Regions from separate parts of the Bos taurus genome. Here region 2 is linked to region 1. Evidence: chromatin contacts called from public Hi-C data. All regions are on one chromosome and are shown on one strand. Each heading gives the region's core, a stretch centred on a gene start, on an enhancer-like site or on the middle of the called end of the contact. The rest is flanking DNA. Distances are from core to core; before and after follow the strand shown.

Region 1 (6,939 bases), core at 955-3,454:
CCCACAGAGAACAGGAGGAGCTGCCAGGTCCGTATCTGTTCTCTCCTCAGGGATGCGCGCCCCCCTGCCCCCTGCCCCCGGCCCCCCGCCGCCTGCCGCCTTCTCAGTCATGTTGCATTCCCCTTCATGACAAAGTTCTGTTAAAGCCATGTTGGTGTGATTCTGCCATGAAAAAGAATGATGTTCTGATATGGCTGCAGCATGGACGAACCCTGAGAACATAATGCTGAGTGAAAGAAGCCGGTCACAGAGGGTCACCTTCCGTATGAAATATGTATTTCCTTTGTATGAAAGACCCAGAACAGGTGAATCTATAGAGACGAAGAGGAGATTAGCGATTGTTTAGGAGTGGGGGATGGGGGAGGGGGTTAGAAGATTCGGTGGGAGTGGTGGGCTGTTAAAGGGGACAGGGTTTTCTTTTTGAAGTGATGAAAATGTTTTAAAATTGATTGTGTTGACTGTCGCACAACTCTGTGAACATACGCAAAGCCATTTGGGGGGTGTACTATTTGAAATGGTTGAATTATGTGGTAAATGAATTCTATCTCAATAAAGCTGTTGGGGAAAAAAGTCATGTCTCCCTGCCCAACCCCTTCTCCTGTCAGGAATCCACAGGCTCCAGCCTCCTGCCTTTGGGAAACCTCTCTCCTCCACCCTCTCTCTGCACACACACGCGTGCACACACACTCTTCCCATCTCCCCTTCTCGTTACCTTCTTCTGCCTTAAAACATTTTCCCTCCTGTTGCCATTCTTGCCAACTCCAGAGAAATGCCTTCTCCAAAGAGAAGTTCCTTCCACAGCCAAAGTGCCCCATTGAGGTATTTTCCTAAAACTCTTTTAACACTTTCCTCTTTAAGTTACTCACTTAACAGCTATTAAAATTACAGTTTTAAAGTCCCCATGGCGATCGATCATGGCAGTCACTAGTAAGTCCTAATAGTTGTAAATTCCAAGAGCTTCATAATCCCAAGGAAAGAGAGGCCAACTGACCCTCTCCCAAGGCCCAGCGGGCTCTGTTCTGAGACATGACTGAGTCGCCTCACAGGTAGGGAGAGACGGTGAGGAAGAATGTGGCCAGGGCCAGGTGCTTCCTAACTGGAAGGCAGGTGTTAGGGTCTGGAACGCGGAGGGGAGGTGAACTATACAGTCTGTGGGGCCAAAATCACCCTACTTCCTGATTTTGTAAATAAAGTTTTATTGGAACACGCAGCCAGGACCACTCATTTACTTAATGCTTCTGGCTGTTTTCTTGTTACAACAGCAGAGTGGAGTAGCTCTGACAAGGGATTGTATGACCTGTAAAGTCTAAAATATTTAGTATCTGGCCCTTTCCAGAAGAAGTTTGCTGACGCCTGATCTGGAAGGTTCCAGCTTGAACTCTGGCTCATCACACACTGGGTGTGTGACCTTGGACAAGTCAGTTCCTCTCTCTAAGCTTGCTGCTTCATCAGGAAGCCAGAGGCAGTAACAGTGCCTCCCGATATGTTGCTCGTGCAACAAGACTTCATACATGTGAAGAGTTTAGCTCATATAAAACACTCAGTGTATGCTGGCAGTTACGATATTATTTAGAAATGAGACCAGTAACTTCTACTTCATATGCCGATTATCTGAAGCGATAGAGATCGAGCCTGTGAAAACAGCTCGCCCAAAACACATTAATTATTGTTGTAAATCTCTTAAAGGATTTTCAGATGATTCTTTGCTTGTTAGTAAAACTAAGTTGTTTTTTTTTTTTTTTTTTAAGGGAGCAAATTTGGAACTGTAAGAATGTAGAAAAACTCTAATTTCTGAGGAAAAGAGGAACTTGAACCCCCCCCCCAAATCCAAACTCTCATTTAGCAGTCCAGGAAACTGTACCCCCTGATCCTTGGCTGGGACTTGAACCTGCCCAGAATTACAATATTCTTTTGGCTGAGATGGTATCTTCTCCAATAACTGGTGCTCAGGGATCCAGGCCTATGTTTTCTTTAAACAGTTGTGTTGCCTCTGAAGTCCCCACCAGAGCCTGTTTTAGGTTTTTCTGGCCATACCACGTGGCATGTAGGATCTTAATTCCTGAATCAGAGATGGAACCCACCTGCAGTGGGAGCATGGAGTCTTAACTGCTGGACTGCCAGGGAAGTCCCAGAACCTGTTTAAACAGTAATCTGCTGCAAGGCATTGGCATTCAGGTTTGCCGCCTGGGGAGGGAAGAGACCTTTGCCTCCACACCCTTCAGGGGACTGTCCAGAAGCCAGGGCAGGATGGCCACCACTTTGACCTGCTTTCTTGGTAGTGTCATTTAAATCTGTTTTAGTTCAGGAGATCCAGCGGCCTGCCATTCATTTGCTTCATTTCACAATTATTAACTGAGCAGCTAGTACATGCCAGGCCCTGGGGATTCAGCAATGAATGATTCACCCCCTGCCCTGGGCAGCTGCCCCGCCTTCCTTCTAATGGGGACACCAGACAATCAAACAAAAACTAGGGCAATTTGGCCCCACAGTAAGTCCTGTATGCACCCCAGGATTTCAGTCCCACACTAAACACTGTAATGATGAACTGGAAAACTGTTCTGGACCATCCATCTATGAGAGATTGATGGTAGGAGTTAAGAGGGCCGGCTTTGGAGGAAGTCAGATCTGGGCAAGACTGGCTTTGTAATTTGCAAAACGAAAACGTGAACCCCTTGTTCCCAAAATTATTCAGAATTTCAATGACAAGAGTGGAGCATTGAACCAGCAGGGCCCACACTGTGAAGCCGACCCCACACCCAGGGTCAGACTGCTTTAAGCTGGACACAGATGTGTCCACGTGGATATGTCCACGTGGACACATCTCTTCACCTGCCTGAGCTTCCGTGTCCTCATCTGAACAAAGAGATGCTAAGGCCTACCTGAGGCTGGTGCGGCTAGAGAGAAGAGGCAGGCAAAGCTCTGAGTGGGGGAGAGTGGGCTCAACAGCATCATGGCTGCTCTCAGCCTGCAGTGATGGCCTCATGTCATCTGTGAGGACAGGGAGTGTTTATGATGCTTAGTTAGTAGACAGTGGCTGAGACTTAGCAGACGGTCAATGCCAGGCGACTGTCTTTAGTTCTTTACGGATATTCATTTCATCCTCCATGCAGCCCTGCTCTGTAGGTACCATTATAGAGACAGAAATTCAGGCCCAAAGAGAAGAAATTTGGTTTGGGTTTCACACCCATCAGTGGAAAAATCCAGATTCAAATCAGGGACACCTGGCCCCCCAGGTCTGTGTTCTCAACTGACCTATGTGTTCCGGGAGTCGTCACATCCCTGACACATACACGTGCACACACACACATGTACACATGCCCCTTCCCTGAGATGCTGACGTGAAGCGGACTGTGTGGAACTGTCCCCACCATGTGGGATTCTTTCTCTCTTTACTTGCTCTTTTGATTTTGCCGTACCACTCAACCGGGAGCCCTAGGAGGGCAGGCGCCGTCTTGCTTCCCACGGCATCCCTGGCACCGGGGACCATGCCAAGCACACAGTAGGCCCTCAGGAGGCATGCACCAGTGGAGGCAGCAGGAAGCAGGCATCCAACCAGAGCACTCTGATGCAGAATCAATAGCAGCAGTTCCAGGAACCTCAAGACTGTGGGCTAAAGAACATGTCTGGGTTGGGGGAGATCTCATGGCTAGAAGAACCATCTCACACCCTGCTGGCTTCTCTCACTTGGGGTTCTCCCACTGGGGCAGGGGTGGGTAAGAGGCATTCACAGGGAATCCCTGGGGCCCAGCCCCCAGCCCCCAGCCCAGCAGGCAGAAGGGCGAGGGCACAGGTTGTGCTCTGGCAGCTGGGCCCCAGCTGTCCGCCAGCCTCTCAGTGCCCGCCCCAGCTGGCCAGCCGGGCCCCGATGCCACCCCCCACCCCATGACACAGCAGAAAGTGAAACCAGACCCGCCCCTGCTGGCTGGGACCCAGTGCCCGCTGTTTCCCCATCCCAGGGGGTGGGCGGGGAGAGGATGGCCGGGCCAGGCAGCAGCCTGTCCAAGGAGTGCCCCTCCAGGCCAAGGGTGCCGCTGTGCCCCTGCCCATCCCAGGGTCACTGGTGCCCACCACCTTCTGAGCTGTGCCCTGTTTGTGAGCCACCAGAGCTCCCCAACTGAGTTCTGGATCTTCACACTGCTCTAGGCGGGGTGGCTAACTATTCTCCCCATTTCACAGAGAAAACTGAGGCTCAGAGAGGTGCCCTCGCCAGGAAAGAGGGCACTGGGGTAGCAAGATCCTAAAATAAGAGACCAATCAGAGCTATGGGTGGGTGTAGGGGCAGAGATCCGAAGCGTCTCACTGGTGTTGGCACGCAGGGCAGGAGTTGGCGGGGGGAGACTCGTGGCACCCAGGTTGTCACAGGTGGAGCCCACCACAGGGTGGAAGTGGCATACCAACTCCACAGGTGCGGAAAATCCCTAAGACAAATTCTGAAGAAGTGGACTATGGGGACATCCTAGGTGGCCCAGTGGTTACGACTCCGAGCGCTCACTGCCGAGAGCCCGGGTTCAATTCCTAATCTGGGAGCTAAGATCCCACAAGCCAGGAACAAAAGAAAAAGCATATGAAACTTTACAAAGGATCATCTCGAGTCCTGCCCCATTCTGCCACCTGTACTTGCCTTTGCTTGAATGTTTCCTTGCAAGCAACTCATCCTCTTTATCTTACATGCTTACTGTGCTTGGTCGCTCAGTCATGTCCAACTCTTTGTGACCCCATGGGTGTAGCCCACCAGGCTCCTCTGTCCATGGGGATTCTCCAGGCAAGAAATTGATGTAAAAAGAAAAAAGTCCTCCTCCCCGGAACCCTAAACTGAAAGCCAACCGCTTGCCACAGTAAAAATCAGCTGTACGAAAGAAATACCTGTTCGAATAATTTACATCTCTAGCCAGGAACCACTTAAAATCCTGTGCCTATCAGACTTGAGAAACTTCTATCCCAGAACGTGGGTTTCCTGTGAGAGGCAATGGAAGTCCATAGAGGCTGAGTCACTTGCCTAGGGGGGGAGACACACTGCAAGAGCTGCAGAGCTGGGGCTGCCTGATTCCAGGATTGCAGAAACCTGTGCGTATGTCGGACCGCAGTCCTGCTCCTGTCTGAGTTGTCTCTGCGTGCACGGCGGGTATTAGTATCAGCACAGACAGCTTCCATGTGTAATGCCTGTCCCCACTTTCCCAGCGCCTTCTGAGCCTATCACTTGAACTCACGATAACACGGCAGATACAAGTGAGAACTCTTTCAGGCTGAAGCACGGGGGTGGTGGTCCCTCCCTTGCCAGGGTAGGAAACCGAGGCAGAGGGTGGGAAAGTGGGCTGATTCGGGGAAGCCGGTGAGCCAGTCATGACTGTCCAGGGCTTCTGCCAAGGTGAGGAGCCCAGAGGCCCTGCTGGAAGGCCCAGGCTAAATGTGAACCAGCCTCGTCAAACAGGTAACACTTGTTTCTTCCCCACCTCCCCCGCCACGAACCCCCACAGCACACGCGGACAGCAGCCGCAGTTGTCCCGTTCCCCAAGCCTCATCTCCGACATTCGGACCCTGGAGGGCAAAAAGCGTGTTTAGCAACCATCTGCGGATGGCATCTTTTTTATTTTCCGTGGTGATCACCAACCAGTTCTCAATGCCACGAGGGGAGCACTCCCGGGGACCAGAAAGAGTTTGGGGTGGGGGCGGGGGGGACATCTTTCTCTCTTCTTTTAGTTGCTGGAGAAACTCAGCTGCCGTGGCTGGCCCAAGGACCCCCGAGGAATACTGCAAGAGCAATAAGGATTTTTAGGGGCATTATGATAGTGGAATGCAAACACATCTGCCCCCAAAAGTCCCTCATTTTCCCTGCGGTAACCAACCAGCTGGGCAGGAAGTGAGGGCTCTTGGAACCCCAAGAGCCAAAACTAAAAAGGAAAAAATGCAGATAGTTACAGCAAACTTGAGACAAGCCGACGCTTTCCCTGGTGCACGGCGGTGGCTCCACCCAGGCTCCCTAAAGGCTAAGAATTGGCTAACTAGGTCTCCACACAGCGGTTTCCATACAGATGCACCTCCTCCATGTCCAGAAAACCAGGATCTGGGATTTCAGGGCAGGTGATAAGGATCAGTCCCTCAGGTCAAGTGAGTCTAGGGAGCCTGGGGCCATCTCCCTCAGACCATGAATGATTATTATTCCCAACCCTCATTACTAATCTGAGTGAATCTCGGATCCTTCCATTTCTCCTTTCTTTGGGATGTGGAAAGTTATAAACTCGGAAACACGGATGAAAATATTAGCAAGCAGGGATTTGCAGAGCTGTATGAACAAGTGAAGGGTGAGAGCTTGGGTCAGGGAGCCTGGTGGTTATCACTGATGGGGCCAGAGTGGAAAAACCATGGCAAAGGTCCACGGTGCAGACTCAAGAAATCAAGGGCAGGGGCTCCCTGGGATGTGTGATCTCCAAGGGTCTCTGGGGACAGGGCCCTCCCCCTAGCCAGTCAGCACCCGGTCCCCCCTACCCCAGCCTTGAAAGGGTTAACCACTCCATTGTTGCTGACACAGGAGGGGGCGGTTGCTCGCTCAGCAAGCTGGCATATCGTACTGGGCCATCGGGGAAGAAGGGGCTGAAAACAGCCTCTGTGAGTTCTGTGAATGGAAGTGGCCTTATCACCATCAGAGCGAAAAACGGGGCGAAAAGCCCTGTGGACACAGAACCCACGACCCAGCTGCTCCCTGGCTCCCTGGCACCGTGTCGCGTGGCCCTGACGCTCTGGCAGGGACTCAGGCATCCGTGGCCATCAGCACCCACCCGGTCAGGCCTGTGAGGGAGCCATCCCACACTTGCCATGTGACAGCCGGCAACCAGGCCCAGATCTCGCCTTTCAAACGGCACCTAAAATATTCTCCGAGTGAACCTGAAGCTAAATATGGCCTGGCCTACGAGTGCCTGGTCTGGACCTTTTAATGCCATTCGA
Region 2 (7,368 bases), core at 1,940-4,439, 200 kb before region 1:
GTGATGACATGTTAAGAAATTTCTTTCCTCACATTTCTTTCCTGCGTGATAAGGAATTTCTTTCCTGTCTTTCCTATTATTTCTTTCCTATAGGAACAATGGGTTACATGCTGTGGGAGAGCTGAGAGATTGGGCATGACTTTCCAGAAGTAGAAAGTCGACCAGTAGTGAGCTACAGTTAAATTTTCTTCTATTCCAGGATTGGTCCTTGAGGGTGTTTGTTTACTACTGACATTATTTGGATTTTGTGGAAACTAAAGTTTCCTAGTTTGCCACTCTTCTGAGTTACCAAACTGTTGAAATGCTTTTTAAATCCGGGTGTGACTTTCTGTGTCTTGTCTTCATTCCATGTCACCGACCAGAAGGTGGTGCTGTCGTGCTGGCAACTAATCCACCTTTCCATCTCCTAGTAAAACCTGTCATCTAAATGCTTATTCACATTAAGTAGTGTGGACAGATAGAGTGTGCCGTTTGCACAGCGTAAACCCCATGCAGTACGGCAGTAGTTAGGCAGCATTTGCGGGAGCAAAAACCTCAGAGTCTGGAGCTTAGAGAAACCTGCCACCAGGATCTCCCTTAGGTGCCTACTCAGGGCCACTTTCACACTCAGGGTGAAGTGCCATTCTTCTAAGAGTCAGAGTGAAGATTTCTGTTATTTGCTGTTTGATCTGTGTGCAGTCTTCCATACTTCGGTTTGAACATTTATGAATAGGAGAGAAGTTTCCACAGAGAGAAAATTTCCTCTCTTTTAGGAGAAGATCTGAGTACCTGGAGAAAAACTCCTGAATCAGGTTTGCCAGAAATACTGTTCTCATTCATTGGATACACAGTTAATTGAATTACCCAGCTTACTGTAACCATTTGAAAGAAACCCAGATGCGATGATGAACTTGGAATAAAATTGGCTGTGTGATCTTGGGTGCTTGACTTAACTTCTCTGAACCGTCAGCTGTAAAAGCAAGATGAGAAAATATACTTTTCAGTGCCGGGAAGAATTGATGGCAGTAAGAAAGGTGATGGTCTCACGCTAGCTGGTTAGCAAACATGCACTTCTTACCCTGTTCCTTCCCATTCAGAAATCCAGACATTAAAATATTACCGAACTGATTCTATAAAAAGTGTGCATTGCCGCATCATGGAGACTGGTGTAAAGCTTGCAGAATGATGTACCTTTCAGATAAAAGTACCCTCCATGTGCACCTTTTCAACATGAGGCCAAAACTGCTGCCAAAATGATTTTTCATCGTCTGTCCCTTTCTTACCTGTGGCTCCCTGCCTTGCTGTTCTAATTCCTCATTTACCCACTTTGTAGTTAGGGGTTTCCCCTGGAGCCTACAAGGGGGCCCCATTGCACTAGCTCCTGGAGCCCCTTCCTGTTAACAGAGGTCAGCTTTTCAGGAGCTTGGCAAGTAATCCGAGGACCCTACAGACCCAGAAGTCAGTAAGATTGCTATAAGGTTGGTCTACGGATTTATTCCCAGAGTCAGTTCGGGAGGCTGGTTTGGGCATGGTCTTAAAAGTACAGTCAGTCCTCATCATGCACAGATTCTGTGTTTGTGAATTCACCTACTCGTTAAAATTTTTTTGCAACCTCAAAATCAGCACTCAGGGAGCTTTTGTGGTCATTCACGGACATGCGCAGAGCAGCAGAAACGTGACTCTCCAGACACACACGGTCCCCAGTGGAGGTTGAACAAGGCGATGCTTCTCGGTGCAGCTCATACCGTAAACAAGGGTCCTTTTCACCGCCTATTTATTGCCACTTTTTGCACATTTTTGTGCTTTCTGTTGGTGATTTTTGCCATTTGAAATGCCCCCGCCCCAGCATGGGGCCAAAGTGCTGTCTGTATTCCTGGCACGACAAGACCAATGTGCCTTGTAGTGAGAGAAGCTGCATTCAGGCATGAGTTACAGTCCCTTATTGCTCAGTTCAGTAGTAGTGAGTCAGCAACATGTGTTAAATAAGGTATCTTTACACAGAAGTACACGAACGACAAGCGTGTGTGTTGATTGGCTCAAGAAAGCCCAAGGTTCACAGGGACCTGGCCCTGGTCTCCCCCAGGGAGCGGTGGCAGTGTTGGAGGATTCTTATGGAAACATGAGACTTGACTCTTTTCATCTCTGCCTTCTTTTCTCCTCCGCATGTTCCGTGCAGCACCCTTAGGGAAAAAGGATTTCTGGGCTGCCTACTTGTTTTTCAAGGAGAGCTGTGAGAGGTTTTGGTTCCTGCCTAACAGGAGCCCTGCCGCAGAGATGGGCTTGCTGCAGGGGGCCCAGCCTCACCAGTGGTGACCTGGGTGGTACCTGGCACAGGGACACCCTGAGTGCTGGGTCATTAGGTGGATGGACACCGAGGAGCTTCATGTAGTGAGCTGGGTTACCAGGAGCCATCTCCTCAGAGTATTGTGATTTTGGGCATTTGATCTTATGGCTGTATAGCTAAAGGATCGAGATTGTATGTTGGACATCTGTGCCTGTAATTCCTACAACTCTTGCATTTGACTTTTATTGAAGATGATTTGTCTTTCTTTTTTCTTTTTTCTGACACCGTAGTTCTGCAGATGAATCCTCTTGTGGATTTCCACCTCACTTTTTTTGTTGTGTGGTGAGGTTTGAGAAAACCTGGATGTGTGGTTCACCTTGCCAGCCTCTTCATATCTGCAGAATTTAGCTTGCATGTTGGTCCCTTTTAGAAGGGAAGGGGCCTGGGGTGGGAGAAGAGTAAAAGACTGTGGAAGACTCACTTAATCCCTTTGCTAGGTACTTAGAGAAAGTAACGTGCGGCAGATTTGGTTGAAAGGGGACTTGCTGTCCCATTACACAATCTTTCTGTTCGCCTCTGTACACAGAACACGGAGTCCGGTCTTCCCTGAGTGGAGCCCATAATTAAAGTGTCACTTGTAAGTCTTAGGCTCATCAGATCCCCGGACTCACTGAGCAGCTCTGACCGGCCGCGTGGCACGTGGGATGCCTTCACGGCTGAGCGGCCGTGCAGACAGGCGGCAGTGGGTGTGGTGGGCAGGCTGTGCCCCGACACACGCTCGGCTGGCACGTTGCTGCCTTCGCGTACCTGCCTGGGAGCTTGTTGCACACACAGCCACTCTTGACTTTTCTTGTGGGTGGGGTGTGTGCACCCTACCCGTCTGAGAGTGATGGATGCCCCGCCTCGCTGGCTGGGAGGATTTGTCCCTTCTGTGACCGCTGTGTTGACGGGACTGTATCAGTATTAAGTATTGAAACTGACAGGTCTTGGACAACTTCAGACATGGCTTCCTGCACTTCCCAGACACATCCTTATCTCGCAGATGGGTGGGGGTCATCTGTTTCACTTCTTGGCAGAGAATAGCCTTTATCCACTGGTGCATTTACTTCCTCATCTGTGGAGGGTCACATTTAGTAAGAGAGGCAAGGCATAGGAACTTAATCTGTGTGTTTTCCTGAGAGATCTTTCAATTGAAATTCCGCAGTGAGGTTACCTCCGAGTCTTCTGGATAACTTCAGACCAACAGAAACAAGGAACTACTTCATTTGCGACCCCCATGTGTGCATATGTGTTTTTTAAAGTAGTGCTAGTAGTGTTTGTCCTGAAAATATCTGTCATAGACTGTTTTTAAAAATCTGTTATTGTTTAAATTCTCCTCTTTCTCATGAAATTACTGAGAATTAATTGGAGGGACCTGCCTTCCTTGCCATAATGTGTACTGTGTTGGGCTGCATTTAAAGGAGAGATTCATTTTGATGTACGAATAAAGTAAGAGTTGCAGTTTTTACACATATGTATAAAATTCTGCTATGTTGTCTGGTAATAAAAAGATTTAATGGATCCGAATGAGGAAAGATACAGACAAACACCACAGGGCAGGATCGGAATGGCAGCGATGGTTATATTTTGTTGATGTTAACTCCTTAGAGAAATTTTTACAAGCAGTTGGTAGTCATTTTTAGTATTACTATGGAAACATTTTAATGGAATACTGTTTGGAAAATTATATGTAAGTGGAGATAAAATGTTTTCGGTAAAGTATTTTAGGTACATTTAAAGACTTTTCTCTAAATTTTTGTTAGATTTCTAATTTGAGTAAAGGGAACTTTATCCCTCCTAGGCTTTCCTGGTGGCTCAGTGGTGAAGAATCCACCTGCAATGCAGAAGTCACAGGATCCCTGGGTTGGGAAGATCCCCTCGAGGAGGAAATGGCAGCCATTATTCTTGCCTGGAGGATCCCCATGGACAGAGGAGTCTGGCAGGCTCCAGTCCATGGGGTCACAGAGAGTCGGACACGACTGAAGTGACTTAGCATGTACGCATCCCTCCTAGTCTAGTCCTTCCCCTACCTTGTAAATGCTTGCAAGCATTTTGAAAAGTGATTATGTTAGAGCTTGATCTTTGTCTCCTTGTCTTGGTAAATCGAATACTCCTAATGCCTCAATTTAGCAGCAGCAGTGAACAGCTGCCCCTTGGAGTCAAGATCTTTTTTCATAATTCATGTTTGGGACAGGAACGTGTAGCTGGTAATGAATCGTGATTCTCTAAACTGCTCGGGGTGGACCAGGAGTCTGATAATATACTAGTTTGTCTTCAAGCCTCAGCTCTTCTTTTAGAGCTTCCTTTCTGATAAGGAAAAACAAAACCAAACAGAGAATTCATAACTAGGCAGTTGCCTTGGGAAGACAACAGCTCATGAAATGTTTTCAGTGTGTTAGGCTAAGGAGAAAGAGAATTTAAATAAAACTCACAGGCTACAATCAGCCCCTGTGTTGCATCTGGGCTCCCTTGAATGACTTAGTCCTTTATCTCCCTAATCCTCGCATTGCTCCCTGGAGGCATGCAGACACAAGCAGGTTCCCTCTGGCCGTGCAGTTAGCTGTTTCTGTGTCTTTGATATTAAGTGGCACAATCATTCCACGTTCTTCAGAAATGTATAATTTTTCCTCAGTAGAGCTCACTCTCTACACATATACAATATTAACTTTAGGTTATTGGGAGGGCAGATTCTCTGTATTGAGAGGAAAGGGGCAAAAAGTGGAGATTATTGTTGCCTGCACCTCCATCCCCACCAGAGCATTTCTGGTTCTGTGACTTCACGTCAGGAAATGTGGTTAAGATCATGCTCGGTTGTTCAGTTGTGTCCTCCTCTTTGCAACCCCATGGCCTCTATCCATGGGATTCTCCTGGCAAGAATACTGGAGTGGGTTGCCATTTCCTCCTCCAGGGGATCTTTCCAGCCCAGGGACTGAACCCGTGTCTCTTGAGGCTCCTGAATTGGAAGGATAGTCCATGATATTTGTCAAGTGTTGCTCTGTGACCTGGTCACTTTTTACAAATATTCCAATTGTGTTTGAAAGGAAAGTGCAGTTTTCCAGTTGGGAAGTATGGGGTAGCATATGGGCAAATCAAGGTTGTAAATATGTGGTTCTGATCCTTTATTTTTTTACTCATTCTTTTCCTTTGCCTGATCTGTAAGTTTATAATTGACTTTTTTTTTTTTTTTTTTTTAAGGTCCTACTAGTGGTTTTGAAATTCTTGGCTTCTCCTTATGATTCTGTCAGTTTCTGGTTTGGAGCAAGTTAGTCCCATTGTTCTGATTAGTGGTTTGTTGTTTTTGCCCTGAACTCAGTTTTGTCTGATACAGCTTTATTAGACCAAAAGTTCCCTTTTTTAGTTAGTATTTGCTTCATATCTTTTCCAGCCTCGTAGTTTCAACCTTTTTGGGTTGCTTTAAATGTGTCTTTTTAAAAAATACATATTTATTTATTTGGCAAATTCCTGCAATTCTAGAAAAAAAATTAGAGGAATTTGACATAAGTGATAGCAATATGTGTCACTTATGTGGAATCTTTTATATATATATATATATGTAAATGAAATTATTTAAAAAACAAATGGACTCACAGACATAGGAATTTTATGGTTACCAAAAAGGGATAGTTGGCGGGGGGCAGGGGATATGGGGAGAGAGGGGGGAGAGAAAACAGAAGCCGGAGGGGGAAATTTACAGGAATTTGGTCTGTGGTATGTCAGGTGCTCTATTTTACTTTGTTTTCCATACAGAAAAGGGAATATTTAGGTTTGTCAGAGTGTGTTGTTACAGCAGCTTGATAGAACTGGAAAAGCAGTGGACATGGAAAGGATGTTCTGTCATATCTTTCACCTTCGTTAAGCCTGTTCAGGGAGCCAGACTAGGAAACCAGAGGGTAACCCACTGTGGCACCGTCACCAGACGGGGGCCCCAGATGGTGAGCCTAAAGGGATGTGGAGAGGGGCGAGGCTCCTGCAGTCCAGTCGTTGGTTTGGTAACGTTTTTTAATTGCAGAAAACTTTTAAAGATAGACAAGAAGACGGAAGGGTGTAATGAATCCTTCTGTGTGCTCACCCTGCGCCTCCAACCCCAGCCACCAGAACAGCCAGTCCTGTTTGAGGTCTGCCGATACTCACTGTTCCCCTTTATATTTTGAAGCAGATTCTAGACACCACATTGTATTCGTTAGTTTGTGTTTCAGTGTGTATCTCTCAAAGACAAATTTTTTAAAAAACAAAAATAACAAACAACCATGAGACTTCTCTCACGGTTCTTACGGTGCAGGTATGCTGCGCTCCCAGTGCAGAGGGCCAGGTTCAATCCAGGAGCTAGATCCCACACGCCACCACTAAGAGTGTGCATGCAGCAAATGAAGGTTGAAGATCATGGGTGCCGCAAGTATGGCCCAGAACAGCCAAATAAATAAACAAAACATTAAAAAAATACTATTATTGCTCTTAAAAAATTACATCTTTACTATCATCAAAAATTCACTGATTGTTAAAATTTCCAGTTATCTCACAAGTGTCGTGAGTTTTTCCATTTGAGTCAAGAGCCACACGAGGACCACACACTGATTGTTGAAATGTCTGTTAGGTCTTTTAATCTGTAGCTCTCTTTCTCTCACATATTGAAGAAACAGGGTCATTGGTCCTGTAGAGTTTCCTTCAGTTCTGATCTTACTGTGTCTCCTTGTGTTGTCTTATATATTCTCCTGTCCTCCTGTTGCCTGTAAATTACTTCTTAAATCTAGAGGCTTGACCCAAATAAGATTTGATTTGGCCAGGATGCAGGACCCCTTCATGGGTGCCATTGTGTTCTCCCGTCAGGAAGCCCATGATGTCTGGTGTGTCTCGTTTTGTGAGAGAGCTCATAAAACTGTTGTTAATGCTTAACCTAGATCCTTTATTTCATTAGAGATTGCAGTAGGGTGATTTTGTCATTTTAGCATTCCTGTTTCCTTTATTTGTTGGAATACATTTCTAAAGAGAAACTCACTTATCTCCAATGTGGTTTGCAGTTGATATAGGAAAAGCAGAATATGTGTTTGCTTCTTTCATTTATTGTTTTT

The links. Hi-C and Micro-C count contacts between places; a contact is called where the count stands out from the background.
Region 2: a Hi-C map of liver shows a contact between it and region 1, with 2.0 times the contacts expected there. The contact joins two enhancer-like sites. A contact is called at or near these places in 3 of 11 Hi-C or Micro-C datasets (liver, skeletal muscle and skin fibroblasts).

The regions. Positions count from the first base shown.
Region 1 is chr25:13,252,481-13,259,419 of ARS-UCD2.0, reverse strand. The region is part of intron 1 of LOC100849865 (a long non-coding RNA gene); the gene reads right to left. It overlaps MIR365-1 (microRNA mir-365-1), which reads right to left and starts at 5,836; the gene lies at 5,750-5,836. Within about 2 kb of position 2,204, at least 3 of the 102 cell types and tissues checked have an H3K27ac peak or open chromatin away from gene starts, as enhancers often do. A contact at or near this core is called in liver, where this site is marked.
Region 2 is chr25:13,452,967-13,460,334 of ARS-UCD2.0, reverse strand. The region is part of intron 21 of PARN (poly(A)-specific ribonuclease); the gene reads left to right. Among named protein-coding and RNA genes, the nearest start is that of PARN, 86 kb to the left of the region's middle. Within about 2 kb of position 3,189, at least 11 of the 102 cell types and tissues checked have an H3K27ac peak or open chromatin away from gene starts, as enhancers often do. A contact at or near this core is called in liver, where this site is marked.